Linked DNA regions of Sus scrofa: region 1 is linked to region 2. The links are chromatin contacts, called in public Hi-C maps. All regions are on one chromosome and are shown on one strand. The core of a region is the stretch at or near the end of the contact, and the rest is flanking DNA. Distances in the headings are between cores, read along the strand shown. Region 1 overlaps WDR7 (WD repeat-containing protein 7). Region 2 overlaps WDR7 (WD repeat-containing protein 7).

Evidence for each region. A called contact is a pair of places that touch in the nucleus more often than the background predicts.
Region 1: a contact with region 2 is called in a Hi-C map of fetal liver, with 2.1 times the contacts expected there. The contact joins two enhancer-like sites. A contact is called at or near these places in 1 of 5 promoter capture datasets (liver) and 6 of 47 Hi-C or Micro-C datasets (embryonic fibroblasts, fetal heart ventricle, fetal liver and 2 more).

What each region holds. Positions count from the first base shown.
Region 1 is chr1:106,402,365-106,407,705 of Sscrofa11.1, reverse strand. It overlaps WDR7 (WD repeat-containing protein 7), which reads right to left. Exons shown (of 27, transcript XM_021093616.1): 26 at 5,171-5,275. Among named protein-coding and RNA genes, the nearest start is that of ST8SIA3, 280 kb to the left of the region's middle. Within about 2 kb of position 3,380, at least 6 of the 83 cell types and tissues checked have an H3K27ac peak or open chromatin away from gene starts, as enhancers often do. A contact at or near this core is called in fetal liver, where this site is marked.
Region 2 is chr1:106,240,883-106,246,365 of Sscrofa11.1, reverse strand. The region is part of intron 19 of WDR7 (WD repeat-containing protein 7); the gene reads right to left. Among named protein-coding and RNA genes, the nearest start is that of WDR7, 210 kb to the right of the region's middle. Within about 2 kb of position 1,760, at least 10 of the 83 cell types and tissues checked have an H3K27ac peak or open chromatin away from gene starts, as enhancers often do. A contact at or near this core is called in fetal liver, where this site is marked.

The DNA of each region.
Region 1 (5,341 bases), core at 2,131-4,630, 160 kb before region 2:
GGAAAAAACAAGAATCAATTGTATCTGAGCACTGCCTCTGTGGCCCACTGTCTTGCTGCCATGCTAAAAGGAGTACACTCTAACGCTTCACTGGTATGACTTTTTTAAAATTTACTTATTTTTATTTTATGGTCACACCGATGGCATATTGAAGTTCCTGGGCCAGGGATTGAACCTGAGCCACAGCTGCAGCCATGCCCGATCCTTTAACCCAACGCACCAGGCCAGGGATAGAACCCGCTCCTCTGCAACAACCTGAGCTGCTGCAGTCTGATTCTTAACCCACTGTGCCACAGCAGCAACTCCAGGGCATTTTTTTTTTTTTTTGTCGGTGACTTCTGCTGTTTTTGGTGGCCATTCTGGAATTGACTTGAATTTTAAGTTCTTTCAATCCATTTACATAATTGGAAAACAACCTGGGAATTATGCTTCATGAACAACTATGCATCCAGGTCAAAGTGCTAAATGGGGAATGGTGGTTATTTAAGCGCACTGTCATCTGAGCAACCGAGTCCAAAGAATCCTTTAGATTTTAAATATTACTTAACCTTTCTTAATATACACCTTTGGTGCTATTACAAGTCATGTGGAAAACACACTGACGATTAGGAAAGAGGGCTTGGAAATAATAACTTTCTTTGCACTAATTTTCATGTACAATTTTTCCCTGCAGCAGCGCCTCCGTCAGAATGGATACGATTCTAGTGATTTTTGTGAGGCATGCAGATCATGCTCCAGTGTATATGGCTGGCTGACATGTGGGACCTCGGCAAATCCTCGGACATTTAAGGTGTGCTACCGCTGATATCATGCTCTGCATTTGGATCAGTGCAAAATATAAGCCATTCCTTTTCCTGGCCCTTCTCAGCAGCAGGATGGTGTCAGGGGGTGTAAATCACGGCATCTCTGGCAGGACGCGTGCAGGCTCCACTGACATTTTCACAATTTAAATCATCTTGAGTAATAACCCTTTTAAGATGACTAATGTTACTGATTTTCCTGCATTAATAATAGTGCCGAACACAACACAGAGGTGAAAAAAAATCACTAGTGTACGAGGTCACATTTTAAAACCAAATGTATGATTATCATTAACTCCTTCTGTTAAAGTTCGGTTAACATTGAAGCCAGGAGAAATCTTACTGTCATCCTCCAAGAGCCTTTTTCCTGTGTCCTTCCCTCTTCTTTCCAAAAACTCCATGAAAGATATCAGTGCCCTATTTCTTTCTGGGGGTTCCCAGTTTAAATATAAATAACGACAGTGAGCTTGATTTGCTAGTTCTCACTTGTACAAAGAGTAACAGTATATAATAATTTAGTCCTCTTACAGAACAGATCCAAACAATCCAGAAAATTGCCGGTTTAAATTAACTGGCATCCACGCGCATAATGTGCTTTTTTAAAAAATCTAATTTCTCAGTTGATATATAACTACAAAGTATTTTTCCGTCTTTATGGATTTTCTATGAAAACGTGTATGAAGCTTGATTTTTGCTGGTGGCTCAAAATGCCAGGGGCAACCAGTATACTCAGACATATCTTTAATTTAATTCTTTCCTTCAGATTTGGCCACATACAAGAAATGGGTTGAAGGCTAAAGAGGGCCGGGACAGAATACCTTGTTGGAAGGCTACGCATGGAAAGATCTTCCCCAAAAGCCCATTATTATATCTGAGTTCTCCTTACAAGCTGAGCCACCTCTCTAACGTAAGAGATGAATCTGAAGTAGCGAGGTTGGGTATTAATTTTTCCAATAAGCTCCGCCAAAGAACTCTCACCAAAACAACTAGCCATTTTGTTATTCGATATGCATATTTTCTTGACCAGAGACTGGCCACAATTATGCTAAAGTAAGGGCAACTGGAGTCTTGAAAGAAAACTACAAATATAATATTTGGTCACATTAACTTTTTTCTTCACTACAAACATAACAAATACCCATCATGGAAAATTCAAGTAATAATGAGACATATAAAAAAGGAAGCTAAGGAGTTCCCTTGTGATGCAGTGGGTTAAGGATCTGGCATTGTCACTGCAGCAGCTTGGGCACTGCCAGGGTACGGGTTCGATACCTGGCCCAGGAACTTCCACATGTCACAGGGGTGGCCAAAAAAAAGGAAAAGAAAAAGAAAAAAAAAAAAAATCCCCAGAAATATCATTTCCCAGAGACAATCACTGACATTTTGGTAAATGTCTTTCCAGATCTCCAAGTCTATATACACATAAGGAGAAGCAGGTTTATAAGGAATTTTACATAAATAGGCTCGTATGAAAAGGCAGTTTCACAATCTGTTTTTTTAATTCAACAAAATGTTAAGGGGAATCTTTTTATGTTAGCAAGGGTAGATTTACCTCATCCTTTTAAAATGGCTGAATAGTAGTCTATTGTAAGATGGAATAAATAAAAATAAATGAAACCAATAGTCACCTAATTTATTAATAGCATTTCTGAAAGAGGATACTTATTTTGTTGGAGGGTGGTGGTAAAATTTAGGTTGAGAGTTATGGTTGTATTTCACTGCTCAACTCTCCTGGCTCAAATTCCAATGAATCCACTGCAATGGAATGTTCAAATAGAGGACTCTGCTGTAGGAGAAGGGCTTGAAAGATTAACAAATGACATCATTCAGCTGCTGAGTATGTAAACTAACTAAAAGGCAACTATGGCTTTTCCCTTCCCTTTAAAAATAATGCTTCACAAAACCAGTTCTGAGAAGATTATTTTCTGAACACATAGACACACATACAGATGTAATTCATCAAAACAGAAAGTGTTTCAATGCTGTTCTCAGTGTAAGTAATGCTGCACCCAAACCTTTTACTAAGTCTCACTTGAGTAATTATCCGACCAGCATTTCTCATTAACATCATTTCTCAGCAAAGATTTTAATAGCTGATAGCTTTTGTAAGGCTCTGTATTAATAAGGCTTCATTAAGTTTTCAAAATATATTACAGTGCATTTACTGGAATGATATGAAAGTATTATCAGACATCATTAGACCTAAACAATATGTATCTAAATAAATCAGCAAAGCTCATTTGGGGAGAACAGCAGTAGATGCAATACTGCTTTGGGGGCTCTCTTTAGCTCAAATCAAACCTATTATACTTCTGGAAGAGGTTTTATTGTATTCTCTTGAGAGAGCTGCTGTGATGCTTCTGTGTTTTCCACTTAATCAGACCAAGGTGCGTATGATTTAAGCAGAGAAGAGATGGGCTGAATTTAAAATTCTGACATTGGGTTTAGAGGCGGAAAAGACTTGGGTGTTGCCTGGGTTGCTTGGGTGCTCTGTCCGCTGAACAGCAGCACATAACACAAGGCATCCCCAGGAGAAGAGCATGCAGAGGAAGGAAAGGAGCTGGGCTCCCTGCAGGCAGAGCCACGTGGACAGACTCATGGGCTCAGGCGTACGTGTTGAGGCCCAGGGGCAACAGCAGAAGCCTGAACTGGAGGAGGGGATGAGCTATTTCAAAGAGATAGCATCGAAGGGACGACCTTGATCTCCAGGGTGAAGAAGATGCTAACCATAATTCCATCAACAAGTGGGGCAGAAACTTTGATAAAAACAGAACAATATTCAAGGAAGGGATGAACATATCCCAAAAGAACCCTGATCTAGATAAGGGGAGGGGGGAAGGTTTATCAACTTAGAAATTGAGGCAAATACTGAAAGTTTCATATCTGGAGAATTTAGGAGGTATCTAAGGAATTACTTTTTCTTAGTAAGAAGAAAAATTGAACAAAAGAATGATTTTTGTTGTTGTTGTTGTTTATTCCTAAGAGGAGAGCACAGGCAAACACAAGCTCCTTGAAAGTAGGGACTGGCGACCTCATGACTCCATGTTCCTAAACTAAGCTGGCACCCAGCCCTTCTACATCAGACACACTCGGAGTGGAGGAGGTGGCGCCACACAGACTCTCCTCTGGATTTCATGAGAACAGGAAATCAGGGAAAACATGGGTCAAAGTACAGTTGGTATAACGGAGACCGTGTGCTCACAGAACAGAGCAGGAAAGGAACACTGTCTAAAGAACCATTGTTGCGAGAGTCCACTTTATGGATGTACTGTGAGATTTCAGGAGAATGAAACATGAGTCCCGGGGTCACCCACTGGGAAAGATGAAGACTGGGTGATATCTCTAAGGAAAGAGTTTAATATGAGTTAATTAAGATGCTGGAGATATATTATGGAAGAATAATGAGAAAATAAACTGAAAAACTAAATGAGATGAAGAGTAGAAAAAGCCTGGGACAGATTTGGAGGTTGTCATGCTTTAACAGCATGTTGTTAATTAAGCAATTTATTCTATCTGTTTTACATTTTATTAGCTATTGATTTTTTTAAAAAAACACTGTCAAGTTGTGAAGTCTTCTTTAAACTTTTGTTTTTTTCAGCTTTCAAAGCAATAAACGGAATCTCATAAAACGTACTTGCATCCTAGGATAGGTAACAAAATTTTAAATTAAATTTTGAGATAATGTTTCATTTTTTTGTAATTATCAAGAGTAAGATAATTAAAAGGAAGATGGGATGGAGATTAATCACTGAGGAGAAACAAGTTCTATTCTAAAAATCAGTTGCTCAAATTAATATTCATTTTAATGATCATTAAACAAGGGATTCTTGCATGTTGTCAGTCAATGATGCTCAGATCTTTGAAAATGTTTTAAAAGCTTGGGAATGAATGCAGACAGAAATGAAATAATACAAATAGGCATGAAGTTAATATGAGGCTGCTGGATGTCTTGTGTAAATTAACAGCCTGAGCAGTGCTTACCCCTCTCCCCAATTTCTTTCGGGCCAGGCCCTCACTTACCTCTCCATACCCGTAACACCTGGCTCAGCTTAGGTGTTCCTGCCTCTGCAAAGCCGTCCCCACACCCTCACTCCCAGGCTCCCCTCTGTACTGTAATTACTTGCTTATTCACTTGTGTCTCCCTCAGATGGACAGCTTTGTGAAAGCAGACCCCCCTCTTTCTAGATTGCTAACTGTATTCTCGGTAGACCCTGTGTGCTAGCAGCTGGCCCATAATCAGCAGGGATAAATACTGGATATTTGTCGAAAAAAGGGAAGGAGGGGACGAGGGAGGACTGGTGGGTAGCAGCCTTTCCTAGCAAAAGTGGATCATGCAACACACTTCCAGACTCTGCAGCATATATGCTTACCTGCCAGAAAGAAATGTGGCTGTCAGTGTTTGAGTAGGTGGCAAGGTACCGTCCATCAGGGGCAAAGGCCACTGCAGTGATTGGTCCCTTGTGTCCATGGATTGTCTGAAATAAAATTCAAGGTCATAAATTGTATGCACTGCACAGAACTATTACACACACATGCAAATA
Region 2 (5,483 bases), core at 511-3,010:
CCTACGCCAGGGATCACATCCAAGGCATAGCTGTAACATATGCCACAGCTGTGGAAATGGTAGATCTTCAACCCACTGTGCCACAATGGGAACTCCTTAAATTCTATTCATTTAGCTGTTGTTGAAAGGTGGAGTAGGATGTGGGCAAGAGGACTCAGCTGAATCTAAGAAATGGAAACTGTTAAGATATCATAAAGAATTTAAGAGCTGAAAAGGAATCATTGAGTAAGAAAGTGGCATTAAAGTACTTAAGGAAAAAAAATGGGGGATTATTTAACTAGAAAACTAAGGTGGTAACATCAAAGAGTAATTACTGTTTATTTGGATTCCAAGAAAAGTCTGGTGCAATTGAGAACAAAAAAGATTTGTTCTTGTTGCAGCTATAGTTTCTTCTGCATGTCATATTTTATTGTTTAAAAAAAAGTTCAGGAACTATGTCATTAGTTTTAAAGCATGGATAGAAAGACAAAAATCTAGGTATAGCACGGGGAAATCTATGCAATACTGTGTAATGATCTATATGGGAAAAGAATCTGAAAAGGAATGGATGTATGCATATGTATAACTGATTCACTTTGCTGTACACCTGAAATTAATACAACATTGTAAGTCAATTGTACTCCAGTAAAATTTTAAATAAAAGACAAAATCTAAAATGGGACAATAGAGAATAGACATACCTTTAAAAATATTCCAATTGTTTCATATAAAATTTTAGTTATTTATTTTCCTAATTTGCTTTATTTTGTTTGGTGTATTTCAAATCACATACAAGCTGCTTTATAATGATGTTCCTCTAATGTTATACAATTACTTTATAACTATATTTCATGAATTAACACTTCTTATAAAAAGCCGTAATTAAAATGTTTAAAAATATTTAAGTAACGTAAGATATATCCACTTATCTGATACCAAAATATGCATTTCTGTCTCTTCATGGATGTTTTTTCTAATTTTTTAAAGACAAGAGAGGAAATGTTAGTAAAAATATTAGCATGAACATGAGATTATAGATTCAGAGTATGACACTGATCTGTGATAGTTTATAGTAACCAAAGGGGGAAAAAACTCCAAAAAGCTTAACCATGCTAAGAAGGAAAAAAATCAGTAATCACTGCTTCTACGTTTAGAAGGCTGAAAATGGACCCTAATTCTAGACAAAGTGATATTTAACAGTTTGATAATCTATACCTCAGTACATGCATTTAAAACCAACTTTATTTATGTACAAGAACAGACACTAAAAGTAAAAGCTCTGTACAACTGCATCTAGATTCATGTAGTATGTATTTTATTCTTTACATAGTCTTCTTCAAACAGGAAGCCAACTAAGCTCCCCTCCCCCCATGTCTCAGCAAGAGCATGCTCCATAACAATAGTTCAAAGGAAAGCTCTATTCTGCAGTTGCACTGATTGTTCTGTCAGCTGACCTCTGCAGAAGGGAATTGCTAACCGCTGCCTTGCTCCTTAGCTGACAAATGAATGATCGCAGCTCCATCTATTTTCACTATGGCTGCCTCTAGCCCAGGTGCTCAGACAGAGAGCCCGGTGTGACATCTTAGATCAAGATGAATTGGCACAAACTCCTGATCCAAGATTGTTTTATACCATTTAATTTAGTTTCTTCCCCTGCTTGGATGAGCACAGCTCTGGTTATGGATTTCTATTCTAATGTACTGAAGCAGGCCCTGAAAGAAGCCAATGAAGCAGCTGCTGGAGCAAGGGACTGCAGGGATACTGATCAATAGGCAAGGCATTGACCCCAGCCGGTCAGCCTGCACGACGGCCGCGGCTCGGAGGGGGAGGGGGCACGAAGCACACATATGGGCAGCTTCCAGTAGGAAATGAAACAACAGGGGCTTTTGGAGAGTTCCACCTCCACCCTGGTCCCCCACCTTCTCTCTGTTCCTTTTGTTTAATTACCTCAATCTCCTCCCAACTCCCACTCCTTGGGAAGGAATTATGACTGTAGGGAAGTTTAAATACTGTTCTTTAAAACTGCCATTTGGAAATGTTATTCTTCAGTGAATAGAAAGAATCATAACAGGTGCCCTCTGCTAAGTGACCAAAATATGAAATCTTCATTAGCTGTCAAGTACGTCACTTGGAGTAATTTAAAGTTTGGCATGCGCACAGGCTCATAAGAGCACTATCCAACTGGCTTAATGCTACTGATGCTGAAATTCTATGGTGTGTGATTTTTATAAGTACTCAGATCGGAAAAGATGATAGCTCTTTGTTAACAAGGAAAGAAGTAAGAACAAGGAGAGGGTCCCCTAAAAGAGACACTGACTGATTAGTAAGTGTATAAGGTGACAGATGCTCACCCCTACTAGTATTCTAACGATAACACAGCAATTTCTGATTCTTTAATTTTTTTCAAATGTGGAAACATTTAAAATTATTGGCTTTGCCCTTGTCTTCTCTTAAGTAATACAAGACATACACTATTAGCTGCAACGTTTTCCTACAAATAAACCAAAACCCAAATGGAAGACTTTGAGATACTAAAAATAAAATAATTCTGTAAAAGTAGACCTTCCTACAGTTTCATTTGTCTCATGAAAATCTGGTGTTTTTTCACAGAAACATGCCTCCATTTAATCATGCTAAAGGGTGACATAGAGATCCATTTTCTTGACAGGACGGTTGATCACCCTATCACAGTAAGAAAATTAATACCTTCAACAAGCCCTGTGTGGAAAACAGAAGCTACATGCAATGGTAAAGGACATAAATAGTCTACATTTGAAGTTGCAAACAGAATGCTTGTTCTGCGAGAAAATAATGTCTCCTCATTATTGGGTTACTTTAAACAAAATATGAGCCTTCGATTTTATTAAAACAACCATTTAATTCATACAGAGTTCCTCAAAAGTACATAATTGTCTTCAGATTTAGCATAATTGACTCTAGATTTACAGGAACAGGAGTAAACCCTTTACTTACAGCTTAACTAGGACACAGGTAAAATATTTGAGAAGTTTAAGCTATTTAAAGGGCTGTGAGATATTGATTACTTCATTTAAAAAGCAGTCAGAGAGTGCAACCAAGAGGTCAAGATAAATTTAACAGTTTGAAGCACTTTACTAAATAACTCTAAAGATCATGTTAATTGGCTTTGTGCAGTTCCAGGGTAAAATTAATTTTATCCTAGCTTACCATAAAAGGATTAAAAGACATATTAAGTTCTTCAGTTTTAACTGGAATAGGAATCAATGGATTTGAATTAAGGCTAACGGCGGTTTTATGAGAGATAGACTACCAGCAGATACTTTATATCTGCTATTAACCATGTATTGATGGAGCTCGGATGCTGTCTTAGGTATTAAAACCTCAGATAAGAAGATACCACTACTCTGAGAATATGCTTTAAGAATTGTGAGATTTGACCTGGAAAAACTGTCATCAAAATTTTGATTCAGTATCAGAATTCTTTCTATAGTTGACTTATCTGTTACAGTATCTAAAATTCTAGAAAAATTAATGAAATGATATGGTTAAATTCAATCACAATCACAATTCACTTCAAGTTTAAAACTATATCACAAGCTTATCATTAGGATTTTTTAAACCAAAGCATTACATTCAGATTGGTTTTAGCACACCAATTTTATGCCAGAAATTTCTGGCAATAATCGAGTCCAAGTGACACTCATAAAAATATGAAAATTTTCTGTATTTAATATAAATTTCAATGTACTCTAAACCATCACTTTAGAAATTCTAAAGAAGTCCATTACAATAAAATTAATATACAATTTAAAATGTTTTTCTTCACTCTTCCATATTTAATAATATGTTTTGGAACTATATTATAGAGAAATAAATTGCTTTTACTATGCGCCCCCTAGCAAAGCAAAACATACAATTTGTATTTAATAAGGTATATATGTAATATATTAATAAATGAGTTTGTAAGACTTTATAGGAATGACTAGGAAAAAACTGAAGATCTCACAGCAGAAAACTAAAGGGCAGCATGTAAAGTCTATTTAAAATAATAATTTGGGGGATTCCTGTTGTGGCTCAGCAGTAATAAACCTGACTACTATCCATGAGGATGTGGGTTTGATCCCTGGACTCATTCAGTGGGTGAAGGATAAGGCGTTGCTGTGAGATGTGGTTGTAGGTTGCAGACACAACTCAGATCCAGTGTTGCTGTTGCTGTGGCGTAGGCCTGCAGCTACAGCTCCCATTCAACTCCTAGCCTGGGAACTTCATGTGCCACAGGTGCAGCCCTAAAAAGACAAATTATAATAATAATTATTATTATTATTTGGATTAAGCTAGAAAATAGTTTCTTTCCTTTTTTGTCTTTTTAGGGCTGCACCCATGGCATGTAGAGGTTCCCAGGCTAGGGACTGAATTTGTGCTGTAGCCTACACCACGGCCACAGCAATGCAAGATCCGAGTAGTGTCTGCAATCTACACCACAGCTCATGGCAATGCCAGATACTTAACTCGCTGAGCGAGGCCAGGGATTGAACCTGTGTCCTTATGGATGCTAGTCAGATCTGTTTCCGCTGAGCCACGATGGGAGCTCTGAGAAAATAGCTTCTATCGTAGTTCTTCACAACTGTTTTATTTGCAATAAAGTGTATTTGCTAATATGAGGTTATAATTACTAAAGAGCAAAAGTAAATTTAGCAAAGTGAACTTTTTTAATATTGACAATCTTGAGGACAAGAGAACTTTTAGATTTGAGACACATGATTTACTATTTAGAGTGTGGGCATACAGTTCAAATAGTCTTAGTATTCAAAGTTCTACAAATGTCAGTCAATAAAATTATGAAACAAGTCTTTCTTTTTTCAGACCAGTAAAATATTTTTCCAAATTTTCATTTTTATCTGTCTCTGTTTCTCAGCCTCATGGTACTACCAGCATATACTATGAAAAAATACACAAAATTATAATATTAAGATGAGTTTAAAATAGTACACGACAGTGAAATGTGTCCAATGAAAATATACTTTAATACATTTCTGAACATAAACAGAAGTACCTAAAAAAACTAGATCTTCAAAAGGAGAGTTCTAATTGTTTCTTAGATGTACTTTAATCAAAATAATTTCAACCTACTTCTGACTATGATCTAAACTGATGTACCTAGTTGCCCAGTGGAATATTAATCTGCTTTTAAGATATGCATAGGGGTTCCTTTTGTGGCTCAGTAGGTTAACAATCTGGCTTGTCTTTGTGGAGGTATCAGTTCAAACCTTGGTCCCATACAGTGAGTTAAGGATCTGGTGTTGCTGCATCTGTGGTGTAGGTCACAGCTGTAGCTTGGGCTGGATTCCTAGCCTGGGAAACTCCATATGCCACAGAGGCAGCCGAAAAAAAAAAAAAAGAAAAAAATTAAGATATACCCTTTTTTGGCTGCACCTGCAGCACATGGAAATTCCCAGGCTAGGGATCGAACCTGTGCCAAGGCAGCAACCCAAACCATTGCAGTGACAATACCAGGTCCGTAACCA